Linked DNA regions of Neogale vison: region 2 is linked to region 1. Evidence: chromatin contacts called from public Hi-C data. All regions are on one chromosome and are shown on one strand. The core of a region is the stretch at or near the end of the contact, and the rest is flanking DNA. Distances in the headings are between cores, read along the strand shown.

Region 1 (7,904 bases), core at 2,366-4,865:
AAAGGCGAGAGGGGCTGAATTTGCCCATAGGCTATATTTTGCAGACCTCTGGCTTAGAAAGAGGCAGAAAGGGACTGAGAGGAAGAACTCAGACCTTAACAAAAAGATCAGCGATGCCAAACGAAATCTACACCTGCTATCCATTGTCACAGGTAGGGAACCTAAGGAAACATTTCATCTCACTGCATAGCGGCCACGCGTTTCCTCCTCCTCTCTGCAAGGATCTAGAGTCCCAAGAGACTAATTCAACTTAGTCTAAGCAATCAGTTCTCCAGAAGTCATCACACATCCTCATATAGGATGCTCTGCCAGTTTTCCCCAAGGCCTCACCTGTGTGTTTTCATCCTCTGCTAGGCCATGGGCAAGGTGGGCACTGAATGTGCTTTTTCCAACGCCACCTTTCCCAGATAATACCAAGATTTTGTGTTTCACGGTCTTCATTTTTTCTTTGATTTCTTCTATAGCTGCAAAGAAAGCAAATCAGGTGATTTAGTCCCTGAACTAAATTTCAAGTGTCACTTTTTCAATGGACCAGCAGCAGCTAAATCCTTGGGGCCATTTCAAGAGCCTGTGTATGAAATATCACCTAGTCAATGACAATAACAAGCACTACAAAGAAAATAAAAGTTATCATCATCTCTGAAATTTTCTTGTTTATTGGTTTACTTGTCTGTCTCTTACTAAAACATAAGCTCCACGAGGATACAGACAGTCTGAAATGTTCACAGCCATATTCCCAGCTTCAGAAGAGCTTCACACATAGTCATGGCTCCCAACCTGCGGGCAAAATCCGCCTGGGGACACTTTTGATTGTCACAAGGAAGAGGGGCTGCTGTTATGTAGTGAGTAGAGGCCACAGATGCTGCTAAATGTCTAACGATGCCAGCCACCTGGGTGGCGCAGGAGGTTAAATGTTCAACTCTTGGTTTCGGCTCTAGTCATGAGATTGAGCCCTGTGTTGGGCTCCGCGCTCTGCTCAGCACGGAGTCTGCTGGAGATTGTCTTCCTGTCCCTCTGCCCCTCCCCCTACTTGTGTTCTCTCTCTCATATAATTCCTTAAAAAAAAAAAAAAAAAGCCTAAGAATGCACCCGACAGCACCCCACCCCAAAGAATTATCCAGATCTAAATGTCCATAGCGCGAAGGTTGAGAATCCCTTACAAACAGCAGGAATTTATAAGGACCAGTCGCAGATAACTACCACAGATCATACATCTGCTGTGCACTCAACATTTCACCTCGCTTCAATTCCTTATAATACCACCATGAAGTAACTATTCTACCTGCTCCTTATTTATAATTTTTTAAAAAACATTTTATTTATTTATTTGACAGACAGAGATCACAAGGAGGCAGAGAGCCAGGCAGAGAGAGAGGGGGAAGCAGGCTCCCCGCTGAGCAGAGAGCTGGATGCGGGGCTTGAAACCAGGACCCTGAGATCATGACCTGAGCTGAAGGCAGAGGCTTTAACCCCCTGAGCCACCCAGGTGCACCTATAAATTTTTTTTAAAAGATTTTATTTATTTGACACAGAGAGAGAGAGAGAAAGAGCACACACAAGCAGGGGGAGTGGCAGAGGGAGAAGCAGGCTTCCCTCCAAGCAGGGAGCCTGACGTGGTGCTTGATCCCAGGACCCTGGGTTAGAAGGACCCCGAGCCAAAGGCAGCTGCTTGACAACTACGCCACCAGGGAGCCCCTGTCCCTTATTTAAAAAGTAGGTCACAAGGGGCATCAGACTCTTGGTTTCTGCTCAGCTCAGACAATGATCCCAGGGTCCTAGAATCAAGCCCCAGGTCTGGCTCTGCGTTCAGTGGGGAGTCTGCTTGGGATTCTCTTCCTCTCCCCCTGCCCCTCTCCTGTTTGTGAGCATGCTCTCTTTCAAATGAATAAATAAACCTTAAAAACAACAACAACAGGGACGCCTGGGTGGCTCAGTTGGTTAAGCAGCTGCCTTCGGCTCAGGTCATGATCCCAGCATCCTGGGATCGAGTCCCACATCGGGCTCCTTGCTTGGCAGGGAGCCTGCTTCTCCCTCTGCCTCTGCCTGCCTCTCTGTCTGCCTGTGCTCGCTCGCTCTCCCTCTCTCTCTGACAAATAAATAAATAAAATCTTTAAAAAAAAAAAAAAACCACCACCACCAACAACAACACAAAAACTTGGTTCCAAGCCCAATGTGGGGCTTGAACTCATGACCCTGACATCAAGAGTCACATGCACTATGGACTGAGCCAGCCAGGCACCCTGAGCCTGAGCCCCATTTTGGATAAGGGAATGGAGGCTCAGAGACTTTAGGAGTCTTGCTCAAAGTCATACTGTTTGCGGGAACCAGGAATTAAACCTGAGTCTCTCGTGGAACTCCTTCACAATTCTCTCAGCCTCCTTTCTTTTCTTTTCTTTTCTTTTTTTTTAATTTGACAGACAGAGATCACAAGTAGGCAGAGAGGCAGGCAGAGAGAGAGGAAGGGAGGCAGGCCCCCTGCTGAGCAGAGAGCCCCATGCAGGGCTCAATCCCAGGACCCCGAGATCATGACCTGAGCCGAAGGCAGAGGCTTTAACCCACTGAGCCACCCAGGCGTCCCAGCCTCCTGCTTTTTAAGATCCTTTTGGTAAATCCCCAGAGTCTGTCCCACCCTCCAATGTGTCCTTTGTCATACTTATCGTTGCGATGATTTAATGCTTGCTCACTGGTTAATGGGGGGGGGGTCTCCCCTATTAAACTAACATCCACTAGGGCAGCGACCTCGTCTCTCTCATTCACAGCTGTATCCCCAGCACAGAGCACTGTGCCTAGCAGGTGAGGATGTATTTCTGTTAAATGAACAGGAGAAATGCTCCTTCTCAAAAGGAAAACAATTCTGGGCGCCTGGGTGGCTCAGTGGGTTAAAGCCTCTGCCTTCGGCTCAGGGCATGATCTCAGGGTCTTGGGATCGAGCCCCAACGGGGCTCTCTGCTCAGCAGGGAGCCTGCTTCCCTTCTCCCCTCTCTGCCTACTTGTGATCTCTATCTCTCTGTCAAATAAATAAAATCTTAAAAAAAAGGGGGGGAAGACAATGCTGCCCAAGAATAAGCCAGAGCAACCCCCAGTTCAAAGTCTATACCCTATTCCCTAGGACGCTGCCTTCCACCCGACCACGTACTGCTGTCACTCAAACCTCTCGCCCCACCCTTTCCCTCCCGCCCCTAGACCCGCTAATCTTGAGACACGCCCTCCCTTAGACTGGCAGGTCAGTCCCCGGTCCTTCAGGCTCCGCCCCATCCCACTACTTCCCTCTACTCTTCCGACTTCTCCACAGCCCGCCTCCTCTAGGCCCACCCCTCCTCGGAAAAGGCCTCCGGGTCCCACCTCTTCCGGGCTGGCGCCCTTCACTTCCGGTTCAGGCCTTGCCCCTTCCTCACCTGGGTCGGGAGCGGCGCCGGCTCCGGAAGCGCAGAGCCGCTGGTTGGGGCAGCCCTGACATGAGGCCCCTCGGCCCGCCTGGGCGCTGCCGGTCCCGGGACAGCCTGCGCGGGCACAAGGTCACAGTTAGAGTGGCTCCTGTCCCTTCAGCCTCTCCACCCACGCCCCTTCCGCGCGCTCACCCTGAGGCACCTCCTCCATTCGGCTGCCTTCGAAGTCTACGCGGTCACCGGAATACGCTTTACGTATTTCCGTCTCCCCGCGCCCAATCTGACTCTCCAGCCGCGCGAAGTAAGTCTCGGAAAGAGGGCTTTGCTCACGCGCGGACCTTGTGCCCGGTGCTTGGGGCTGGTCTTTTCCTTTAAAGCCGAGCTGTGGAGATCTTTCGTAAATTATTCAGTATATAGCTCCTAGGAACAAAGGCATTATCCTCCATGACCTCAGTGCTCTTTCGTACCCAGGCAATCGGATACGGATGCAAAATTATTAGCTAACGTGCACTTTATATTCAAACGTACTCAATTGTCCCAAAGAAGACCCCCGCCCCTCCGCCCCGCATCCTGGATCCCGTCAAAAGTCGCACCTGCCGTTGGTCCTCATCAGGCTGTTAATTCAGAACAGTCCTGCTCTCCTGCCCCCTTGCCATTTTCTGTCTTTGAGGACAGGAATGAATTTGGATACAGTCCAGGCCATTCGCCTTATGCGATACCCACTCCAGGATCTTGTTCCGTCCGATCCCCGCCCCCGCCATGATTAGATTCCAGTTAAAAGGTTTTGGCATAAGGCCCCCGAGTCATGTGAACAACAGTGGTGTCACAGCGAGAGGCACAGAATGACAGTGGGTCCCGCTGTTGGTAAGGCGAGGGCTTGGCCGCTTGGGGAAGGCTGCATCCGCCCGCCCTGCCTCTCCAGCGAGTGGTACCCTTTCCCGTCTGTAATGAATAAGGATTCTGAGATGATTTCGTGGAGGTCATGCGAGTATCCTGTTCATCAGCCTTGCCCTTGGCGGTGTTAGCACTGTTCTTGCCTGAACCCCTTCTAGCGGTGCTCCCAAACTTGTGCCTTTGGGTGAGAAAACAGAGGGTCCAAATGTCTGAACTCCTTTCCTCAGGTCACACCGCTGCTAGCGAGGGAGCCAGAGGGATGAACCTGGGCCGTGGGGCTTGTGAGCCTGCTGGGTCACCCGTAAGACACAGTGACAGGTGCTTCCGTACGAACCGCTGGTGCCACCAAACGGCCATGATGCCATTCGTCCTGGCACCCAGCCTGTCCGCCACAGTGGATAACGAAGCAGGTAATTAGTTTTCTAAAAGCTATGGCATTAGACAACAGGGGTGTTAGGGAAGAAGCCCTTAAAGGGTGGTGGCGAGGGTGACGAGTGGTGTTTCAGATGGAACGAACCACACGAACAAGCCCAGAGGTCCGAGAGAAAGTCCCCCTGTTAGGCCGGGGGACTGTCGTGATCTGCAGTTTGCAGGTAGGAAGACAAGGTCACTGGGAAGGGACTTGCCCAAGGTCTCAGAGCCGGTAAGCAGCACAGCTGGGAGGCCAGAGAAATCTGTTGTAGGGACTGCGCTTTTGACACTGTGCCACACACCGGGAGGCAGGATGCAAACTGTTCTCTTTTCACTGAACAAAGTGAGGCTCAGAGACGTTAAGTGGCTTACCCAGGAGCTTGCAGCCAGAAGGTTCCACCAAACTCTTGAGACTGCACGCTCTTTTTACCCCCTCAGCCACAAAGCAGAGGCCCAAGGCCGGCCTGCTTCTGATCTTCCTTACTGATGTCCCCTAAGACACTTCCAGCACGTTGTTTCCAGCTGTCTTCAGCAGCCCTGCGAGCTCTAATTACCCAGGGCCCTCCCACTCAGCCAGTTTCTCTGCTCCGAGGCAAAGAAGAAAGGTCTTCCACTCCTCAGTCCCTCCCTTCTTGCTCCTCCCCATAAGGCTGTAAAAATCCTCACATTCCACACTAGAAAGTAAAATCAAGTAAACCTCCTCTCTGCTTTTTGCTCCAGATCTCTGTCCTGTGGTCCCGGGCCAAACTTCCTGTCTCACCGGGGATGGGATTTTCCATATGTGGGAGTGGGACCCGGAGGGCAGGAGTGAGGCTGCAGAGCAGATTTCCAGGCCCATCCTGACCTCCTGAATCAGAAACTCAGGGGCTGGGCTGGGGAATCTGCTTCTTTACGCTCTTACCAGATAGTAATTTTATGCACTAAAGTTTGAGAACCACTTCTGAAGAGGAGTACATCTCAAGACTCTGTCCACTTGTAGTCACCCTTTCCACATCCTTCACACCTTCAGGCCTAACAAACTTCTATCCACAACTCTTTCCTCAAACCACTTCCTCCTTCCAGAGTTCTTATCTCAGAGAATGGTACCCCCGCTGCCCTAAGAACTCAGGTCTGAAATGTGAGCATCGGACTTGCTTCCTTCACACCATCTCCCTGTATCAGTTAGCACCTGCTGCGTAACAAGTCATAAATACACGTATATGTATGTATATATGTATACACACACACAAACACATATATATACTGTGGTTAAAACAAAGGTTTATTATTTCTCATGAGTCTTCTGGTTTTATCTGAGCTCACTAATGTGGCATCATTCAGGAACGGAGTAGAACATTCTTATTCTCATGTGTGCCTCAGTCTCCCTCCTTGTGACCACTGTCTCTCCACAAAAAATTCAGTGGTCTAGCCGAGCGCCTTTCCGTGGCAGCTGAACAAGGCTGAGATCTGGTGCAGGGTCTCTTTCTCATATCACACTGGTCAAAGCAAGTCCCAAGGACAGCCTGGGTTCCAGGGGCAGGGAAACGGAGGCCACATCTAGATGGGCGGAGTGGCAGGCGTGTGTAGAGATGGCGGTACAGGCTGGCAGTCACTGCTAGAAACGTTCATGATGTCTCCCTCCATGTCCAATCGGGCATCAAGTCCGCTGGCCTCACTTCTGTGTGACGTGATGGTGTAGTTCCCTAACTGGTCCCAGTATGTCACCCCACTATGAGCAAGTCCTCTGTTCTACCCCTAGAATCTGGGCTCAGGCGTGTGACTGACTTTGCTCGTGAAATGTTAGCCAAAGTGAGCTAACAAAAAACAGGTATGAGGCTGCTCTCACCTTCGCTTGCCCCTCTGCCTCCACTATGAGAACACCTCATGGGCTATCCCACAGGAGGGAAGACCTATGGGGCCAGGCTGAGCCACCTGGGGTGGTGCCAGCCAAGTCCGTCCCAAAACAGGGACCCTGAGACCTGGGAGAGTCCAGAGCCCCCTATCCAGACCTGCAGGTGACCACCAGGTATGTGAGTCCTGAAGAACCATCTAACCAATGCACAGACTCAGGAGCTAAACAAACACTTCACTGTGTTAAGCCCCCAGGTTCGAGGTGGCAACAGACAGCTGACGCTACATGACATCATCACCGCATCATGACCTTCATCCAGACCCCGGTTCTCCTGGGCCTGCAGTGGTTTCTGGGTAGCCCCACTAGGCTATGTGGCCACGACAAGCCTCCCCCAGCCTGCAGAGGCTCGAGGCAGCAGAGATCATTCTTGGCTCCGGCTACCGAACAGGTTCACGGGCAGACACCTGCTTGTTGTTCCTCGGGGACACACACGACAGAGGCCCTACAGTCTCACGTTGCCATGGTCTGAGCACATGCTTCAAAGCTGGAGCGCATGACTTGTACAATGCTTCTTCAACACATTCCCCCCCAGAAACAACCCCTATGCGCACACCTTCTATCCAGAGAATCGGTCACACCCAAAAGAGCATAGGGGGTGCAGTCCCTGGAAGGAGCAGAGACCAGGGAGTGGCCGGTACTGGACTCCTCTGCTACATGTCATACGGTCCTTTCCCCTCACAATTCAGATGGGTCACTCTGCTACACATGCACCTTCCCTGGCTCCCTATGGCCCAAGCTAGCACCAATCTTGATATGGTTTTCAGTCCAGTTCAACCCCGTGACTCAGGTTACCCCTGCCACCCCATATTTGCTCTGTGCCACTGTGCACGCTGAGCTTGATCTAAAACCAAATAGCAGGCTTTTCCTTGGTACCCCAGCCATTGCTCTGCGGCTCACACCAGTCCTTCCCCACAACTCTGGGCCTCTCTGGCCCTCCTCTGGGACAGGTCACCTCTCCGCATCATCCCACGGGAAGCCGGTTCAGGCCCATGGAATCCACGGCCTTCCCCTTTTCCTGAACACGGCATGTTCCAGAAGTCTGAGCCCAGTTTTCCGTTTTAGGAACCCAGAAAGTGTGAATGCTGCAAACCTAACCAGAATCAGCATCTGAAAGTCTATTTCTGTTTACATCTCCTTTACATTTATTTAGTTTAGGGAGTTTGATAGATTTTAAATTTAAAGTTTTTATTTCGGTCCCCCTGACTGAAGGTGGCAAGGAGGACCGAAACAACAAAGCCAGAGCTAGAAGTTGTCATTTCAAATGTGGAAAAACTCAGTACGTGCCAAAAGACTTAATTAGCTACGTTTTTAAAAGCTTTTAA
Region 2 (7,904 bases), core at 3,974-6,473, 160 kb before region 1:
GTTTATGGCATCTTTTCCAAGTCATTTTGGGATCTTCTAAGCCCCACAGCTGTCTGCAAATTGCTAGGTTCCTTAGTCTGTAATATGGATTAAAGCTGATCCGCCTGATCCAGGACAGGCAGCTCCAACACAGGCAGCTCGGGTTTCCAAAAGCACCCAATGGCCTTTTAACCTAAACAATGAGCCAGGGCACTTCCCAGATACTTCAAAGGAATCTGAGGACCTTTACCATTCCCTGGCTGGCTGGTGGGTAAAGATGTCCCATCGGCCAGAGAGACTCAACCAAGTTGAAAGTCTTCCCAAACTGACTTAGGAGGCAGTTTCATTCAGAAAGACAGTGCAGTGGGTATGAGCACTGAAGTCAGACCCTGGCTTTGACCGCTTCAGTTGTTGTCACCTTGTGGCAAGTGACTTAACTTCTTTGAACCTTAGTTTCCACCCCTATAAAATGGAAAACAATAACAGTTCCCATAACTCACAGACTTGTACAGGAAGTCCTCAGTAAGTACCTGGCACCGAAAAATGCATTCAATAATGATTAAAGTACTTTACAAGGGCTGGAGGCAGGCAGAGATAGGTGAAAGCCTGCAGGTGCCCGGACATTAGCAGGAGGCCCAGCCTCCTTTAAACAACCATCCTCCCCTTCTCAGCCACATCCACCCACTCTCTAAATTCCTGAAATCCTTCTGCCTCTCCCTTTCCAGTCTGGCTGCCCTCCCATTTAAGATTCCTGACCTCCTGAAACACCCCCATCCTGTCCTCTGCCTTCTCCTCCCTGGTGTCCTCTCTCCTCGCCCCTCCAATACCATTCCTCACTACATACTGATCCCTCCTACCCCTCCAGCTCTTTGAGACCCACAAACATTTATGAAGCACCTGCTCGGTGCTAGAAAAGACATAGCTGAGAGGCACAACACCATGACCCCTTGCCAAATGAGAAACCCCATCTAATTTCCCTCCCACCAATCCTTTCCCTGGGCCCCAGTCTTCCTTCTACTGCTCCTGCCCAACCCCTCATCCTTTTTCCTTCCCATTAGTAATCTTGGGAGCTCCCTTTGGAAACCAGCCTATTTCTTACCACCAAAGGAATGCCTACTCCCCATCCAACTGCCACACACACACACACACACACACACTAGATTTTCCTCCCTTCAGTCATTTCCTCCACAAAAGTCTCTTTTCCATCACCGCCCCCCGCCCAAAAATCCTAGGTTTGTCAGCACGCTCTGCATCTTTTCCCAATTCACTCACTTTTCTCCCTACTCTTTGGGTACCCACTGAACTCCTACTGTGTGCAGGCCCAGCGCTAGATGCTGGAAATGCAGCTGTGAGTGCAAAAAGCAGTTTCTGCTCTGCTGGAAGTACCAGTTTAGAAGCAGAAGGAAAAGGAGTGAAAACAAACAGTCTAAATGCAGATAGTGGAGATATGCATTGAATGAAATCCAGAAAAAGATCAGGCGGAAAGGAATTGAAGTGGGGAAGCACTTTAGGTAAGGTGGTCTGGAAAGGCCTTACATAGCTGATAAACACTGCTTCCCCCATTAGCCACCTACTGTGTAAGAGACACTGGATCTATCTCTTTCCATGCATGACATTATTGAGTTCTTGCACAGTGTACATCAACCCCATTTGCAGATGGGGAAACAGAGGCTCAAGGAGTAATTTGTCCAAGGTCACACAGCCATGAAGCAGTAGAACAAGGATCTGAATGCAGGTCTGACTGCAAGGCCTTTCTGTGCATTCCCGCTTCCCAGGACCACGCTGGCCACCTGCCCTCCCCCAGAACTCTATTTCTGATAGTCCCCTCCTTAAACTCTCCCAGGGGAAAAAAAATTTTAAACGACTGCCCTTTACTGAGCAGTAGTACATGCTTCCAGTTTTATTATGTGCATTCCCTTAACCAACCCTCAAAACAATCATGGGGAGTAGATGCTGTCACTATATCCACTTTACAACTGAGGAAACTGAGGTCTAAATTCACACACCTAGATTCGAACCCCGTCCTGACCTCTGACCCCTAAGCTGCGGAGCCGAAGAAGTACCACCCCCGGAAGCTTGGTGCCCACCGCTGCCCCGGCAACAACAAAGGGCGCATCCGTAAGCTGAAAACTATCCCCTTACTTTACAAACGGGATACTGAGACTCTGAGAAGCTAAGCCACTTGCCCAAGGTCACACAGCGAGGAGCGATGGTGTCAGGGTTCGAACCCAGGCACCCTGACTCCAGAGCCCTCGCTCTTAACCATCGTACAGCCTCTCCCGGACGTCTCTCTCCTTCCTCCACCTCGCTCTGACACCTCGCAGAGCCCCCGGCCCGGAGCTATTTGCCCCCATCCCCAAGTCCAGCCCCGCGGCCTGCCCCCCTCAGCCCCCAGCACACTCACTTGAGGTGGTCCAAGGAGTGGATGTTGCGGGAAGACTTGCCATGGCCCCCGCCCACCCAGCTCCGCGAGCGGCCAAACATGTCGGCGGCCCCGACCCGTTGCCCGCCTCACGGTCTCATGCCCGAGCGGCCGAGCGGCCGGGCGCCCGCAGTGACAGCACAAGCGGAGGAGGCAGCGGCGGAGGTGGTAGAGGGACCGCCAACCACCTTCCTCCCCGGCCCACAGCTCCGCACTGACATTCAGCCGGAACCGGCCGTTCGACCGCCGCGCTTTACGGCCGCCGCCACGAGGAACGCTGGGAAGTGCAGTTCGCCCGCGAGGCCCCTGCCGACGGGACTCGGCAAACGAACTACAAGGCCCGGCGTGCATTGCGCAACTGCGGGCCTGCGGCCTCGGAGAAGAGGCGGAGCGAGAGGAGGAGGAGAGCCCGCAGTATCCCGGACGGTGGGCGGGAATGGGAAACCTATGCGCGCACCCCTGGGAAGGGAATTGGTGAGGCTGGGTGCTTAAAAGTAACCGCAGTGTTCACGATCTTTAGGTTGTATGACAAGAATCGGAATAGCTATTGCATGGCTTTTACTATGTGCCACCGTCCTGAACGCTTTACATAGACTGATATTTAAGGCTAACAACCAGCCTATGAGGTGGGTACTATCATCCTCACGCTACCCACGGGGAAACTGAATCACAGAGGAGCTGACTTTCCGAAGGTCATGCAGCTAGTAAGTGCATGGTTCAGACCCTGGCACCTACATTTTATGCCCCCGTAAACTAATCTGTACCAGATCGGTAATGGTCTTGACGGTCTTTACAGCTCTTCTTTTTCCACTTCAACTTAAAAAAATAGATTTTGGAAGGTCTTCGGGCAACAGTGTACCGAAACTGAACATCCTGTGCTTTCAGAGGATTTCTCTAGTCTTCACCCCAAATCCAAGCAATTCCCAAAACTACCACATTGAGAAGAAGAATTAGAATTAGAAGAAAAGAAACACCCAACTCCCCACATGAGCCAGGAAGATGTATCTAAATGTCTGTCCTGCAGGAGGAGTGAGAAGCTCCCTGGAGGCAAGGCTGCCCTGTTCACCATTCATTCGTTCCTTTCGGCACCGCAGAGTTATCTAAGGACTACTGTGTCTCATTAGCTGTGCTCAGAGTTGGGCTAAGGACCCATGTTTTCCCCCACTGCCTAGCACATAGTTTGGCACATCATATGTGAATGACTGACAGAATGGAGGTTTGTTTCCCCTTAGGCTGTTGGAGAATTAATGGTTTGCTGTAATTGATCTAAATGGGCAAGGAGACAGTAATGGAGGAAAAAGGGCAGGTCTGATCTCCAAACACACACAGACTTAGCCTCTGCCTTCCGGGGCCTTCCCTTTTCTCTGGGCCCAGATTTCCTCATCTGTAAAAAGGCCTAGCACACTACACAGCCACGTCTAGCTGCAATTAAGCGATGTGTGTAAAACACCCAGCTCAGTGTGACCTGAGATGTATAGGTCTTTCCTGGAGCCTGGCCGTCTCAGTCAGCAGAGCATGCAACACTTGATGTTGGAGTTGTGAGTTTAAGCCCCGCTTTGGGTGCAGAGATTACTCAAAAAATCAAATCTTTGAAAAATAAGGACGATCTGTGGAACTGTTCTGGAAGGCCCTTTGGGCAAGATCAGTCTCCTGAAGGATATACAAGAGTTGCTCATGAAAAGGGGAATCAGCGAGTGCGAGACTCACTTTTCTATGTAATTCTTGGCTGTTTCAATGTTTAACCACGTCCTCTTTCAAACATGGTTTACAAAGCAAAAACAGGAAGCAACCCCACTGCCACAGGTCTGACTTGCCTGGGAATCTCTTTATTCGGGGGTCCCTGAACCCTGTTATGCACCTCCTCGCGATGCACCTGTTAAGGACCTTCTGGCACCCAGAATTTGGAGAGCCGAAGGAGGCACTGATTAATCTTTCCCACCATGGAAAATTGCCACTTTGGAAAGTCCTAGGTTTTCACCGGTAAATTCACCTCTCCCCTACCCCGCCTCCTTTTGACAGGTAAACTGAGTTCCAAAGAGGCGTGACGCTATGTCCAAGTTCAGGGAAGGCTGCTGAGGAGGCTTGGAGCGGGGTGCGGGGGGGTTCCCTTCTGCTACCTTAACCTTCAGGATCTGTCAAGTTTTGAACTGTGTTCTGTGTCGTTCCCCTCCCGCTACTCCCTGGGGGATGCCCAGAGCCAATTGGATTTGAGACCTGGGCGGAGCCCGGAACCGGGGAAGCAGCTCAGAGGCCAGCGCCCCTGAGGGGCGGAGCGAAGCGGTACCGCCCCCGGACGGCTCGGGCCAATGAGCGCGGGAGTCGAGTGAGCCAATGAGCGCGGGCAAGGGGCGGCGGGCCAATGAACGCGGGGCGGCTCCGGAGGCGGTGCTCGGAACGCGACCAGGAGGGCGACGCGGCGGCTGCAGCTATGGGCGCTGGGCCTGCGGGGGCGCGGAGGGGGCTCGAGGAACTGCCGGGCGGGGCTGGAGAGACTGCCGCCGGGACTGGCCCTCGACGCTGAGCCGCGGTGGGGTCTCCGCCGGCGCTGCGAGGGCCTGTGAGCTCGAGCGAGGCGCATCGGAGGAGCCGGGCAGTCCCCGGCCACCTCAAGTGTGGGGGGGTCTTGCCTGGCCGCCGGGAGGATCGAGAGGACCCTGTGGGCACATCTGGGGGTGCCTGGACCCCGCCGGGTACGTTTCAGGGGCCGGGGCGCGTCCTCAGAGGCCGCCGCACACCGGCGGGGCAACCGCCGGGGCCCAGCGCCGCCTGGGTCGAGCCCCCGGGGCGCCCCTGGATGGCTGAGCTGCCCCCTTGCCGGCCGCCCGGGCGCCGCAGTGGCTGAGATCGCTGGGATCGCCGGGCCGCCGCCCTCGCCGCCCCCTGCATGCCCGGCGCCCGGGTCGCGGCCCACCTGGACGCGCTGGGCCCCCTGGTCCCCTACGTGCCGCCGTCGCTGCTGCCCTCTATGTTCTACGTGGGCCTGTTTTTCGTCAATGTGCTGATCCTGTACTACGCCTTCCTCATGGAGTACATTGTCCTCAACGTGGGCCTCGTTTTCCTGCCCGAGGACATGGACCAGGCACTGGTGGACCTCGGCGTGCTCTCCGATCCCGGCTCCGGCCTCTACGATGCCGATTCGGAGCTCGATGTCTTCGATGGTTACTTGGAGTAGGCTTGGCTACCGTCCTCCCCTCCCCCGAACGACCCGCACCCCTCGGCCTGGACCAGCCGCCCAAATCATGCCGCCGCTGCTGGTTGGGGGCATCGTCGGGCCAGGGATGGAATCCCCAGGACGAGGCCGACTCCGGCCTCCAAGACCTGTAAGTGCCCTCTCTGCACCAGATGAGTGTGGGTTAGGGGTGCTGGCGAAGAGGGTGGCATCTCCAGACCAGACACGCACCCTTCCCCCAGGCTCCTGGAGGTCCATTCAGATGCCAGGAATGGCCAGACCCCTGTCAGGCCCTTAGCTGGGGCTGGAAAGCTTCCCCTGATGAAGGTGACAGTTGTTGCAGAGGGGAAGAGAGGCAGAGCCCAAGGGGTGTTCGGGTTAGCCATGGTACCTACTGCCACAGCTTGTAGAAAAGCCTTTGCACCCAGGTCCCTTTGAGGCAGAGCTCTCAGCTTCTCCCTTCTGCCTCAGTCTGGCTTGGTGGTGACCTTGGCTTGCTGGGGATTCCCATAGTCCTGGAAGGATAAAGACTTGGAGTGTCAGAAGAGGTAGCAAGCCAGGCAGTGACCACCTTTGTCCTGTGGCCCCTAGGGGACGGGGTGGAGACTCAAGAGTAAGGGCCCCGGCTGAAGCTGCGAGAGGAGAAACCTCCTTCTGCAAAGTCTGCACTTCCTTTTGGCCTTGGGTTTGCTGCTTCTTGGGAGTCGGGTTTCAGGGTGCCCCAGCTCGGCAGGTCTGCAGCTTGCATCTGCAAGGACTGCCAGTTTCGCAGGTTCCTTTCGCAGACCAGGCAGGCGGGGGCTGGCTTTGCCTGCAGTGTTTGCAAGGCCTCAAGGAGCCCTTGGGCCAACAGGAGTAGGGACCACAGGATCTTTGCACTGAGGTGTTCTAGGCTGCAACCAGGTGGCTGTGTGTCCTGCCCCACCCTGTGTGTTGCTGGGAGGGAAATCAAGGTCTAGGAAGGAGAGGGACTTGGCGGAAGTCTCAGGGCTGGGAAGAGAGGCAGCTGAACAAGATGAGAGAAAGAGAGAGAGGCAGGCTGTTGGGTCTGGTGAGGTTCATGGGACTTGCAGGCACTCTTTGAGCCCCTCCACTGGACAGTGTGCAGTGTCACTAGGCACAGGGCCTGAGTGGGAGGATACTGAGATGGCAAGGGCTCCTTCTAGAAGACGGACACTAATGCCACTTCCCCCAAGCAAGCTAAGTTAACTCCCCTCCTCTGTGGCCTTCCCTTTCCAAAATGACCATAGTCAGAGGGAATGCAGGGTGGGGCAGGACCTGCTAGAGGTAGGCTGAGGGCTGGGGGCTCCCCCTGAGAGGTGGACAGTGAGATTTCTTTGATAAAAGCTTCATTTGAGCTCACTGAGACCTTAGCCAGAACCAAGTGCCAGGTGGAGAATGGGTCAGCTGCCCTGCATACCTACCCAGTCTCCTTGCCTGCCTGTCTGCCTGTCTGTCTGCCTGCCATCCATCCATCCATCCATCCATCCATAAATCCATTCTTTGATTGAACAAATATTTATGGAGTACATATTGTGCCCAGTAGATAAACACAGTGAACAAGAGAGACTTAGGTGTGACCTCCTGGCACTTGGTGAGAAACGACAAGCAGATTCCCAAAGAAGGCGATGAGATCTTTTGCGAGCCACGAGGACTTGGGCAGTGCCTGGCATCTAGTAGACACTCAATAAATGTCTGTTGAATGAGCGAAGCAGAAGAATAGAGATGGGCTGCTTTAGAAAGGGGGAGGGGGGCCAGAGAAGGTCCCTTGAGATGACACAGTTCACTGAGCCCTAAATTGGTTGCAGGAGCCAGATTGAAGATCTAAGATCTGGGGAAAACCAATCGAGGCAGAGGGAATCTAGAGCCAAAGCTGTGAGGTTCCCGGGAGAGTTGGTTTTTGCAGCAACCAAGAAGAGGCCAGTGTGTGGCTAAGAGCAGCCCAGGAAGCGGTCTGTGGGGCGGTCTGTCCATAAAGGACATAGGAGACCATGGCCATGAGCAGTAGGAAGCAGGAGGTGACACAATTTCAATTCACAATGTGTAAAGCCGACTTTGGCTTTACAAAGAATCGGCTTTGGGACAAGTATGGAAGCGGAGAAGCCCGTTAGGAACTATTCAGTTGCTCAGGCTGGAGGTAACGGGGGCCTGGATAGGGCAAGGTTGCTAAAGATGGAGAAACACAGACTGAGAAGACCTTTTGAAGGCAGAACCTGAGGAATCCATTCAAAACCTGTACTGAGTATTGATCATCGCCCATGCCCCGTTCTAGGCCCTTTGCATATTACTCAGTCAGCTGTTCAGCAAACTTCGCTTCTGCGTGCTGTTCTTCCA

Evidence for each region. A called contact is a pair of places that touch in the nucleus more often than the background predicts.
Region 2: a Hi-C map of muscle shows a contact between it and region 1, with 10 times the contacts expected there. The contact joins the promoter of DEXI here to the promoter of NUBP1 in region 1. A contact is called at or near these places in 2 of 3 Hi-C or Micro-C datasets (fibroblasts and muscle).

The regions. Positions count from the first base shown.
Region 1 is chr14:24,036,255-24,044,158 of ASM_NN_V1, reverse strand. It overlaps NUBP1 (cytosolic Fe-S cluster assembly factor NUBP1), which reads right to left and starts at 3,615. Exons shown (of 10, transcript XM_044233941.1): 1 at 3,579-3,615; 2 at 3,396-3,500; 3 at 331-464. The coding sequence starts at 3,597. It overlaps LOC122896009 (a long non-coding RNA gene), which reads left to right and starts at 3,493. Exons shown (of 3, transcript XR_006382345.1): 1 at 3,493-3,687; 2 at 4,508-4,690; 3 at 6,770-7,904.
Region 2 is chr14:24,196,582-24,204,485 of ASM_NN_V1, reverse strand. It overlaps DEXI (dexamethasone-induced protein), which reads left to right and starts at 5,223. Exons shown (of 2, transcript XM_044232897.1): 1 at 5,223-5,721. The coding sequence starts at 5,286. The coding sequence ends at 5,573. It overlaps LOC122896075 (stress response protein NST1-like), which reads left to right and starts at 2,462. Exons shown (of 5, transcript XM_044234014.1): 1 at 2,462-2,569; 2 at 2,674-2,827; 3 at 4,784-5,011; 4 at 5,043-5,083; 5 at 5,085-5,243. The coding sequence starts at 2,462. The coding sequence ends at 5,243. CLEC16A (protein CLEC16A) reads right to left here and starts at 2,594. Exons shown (of 23, transcript XM_044234081.1): 1 at 2,384-2,594. The coding sequence starts at 2,463.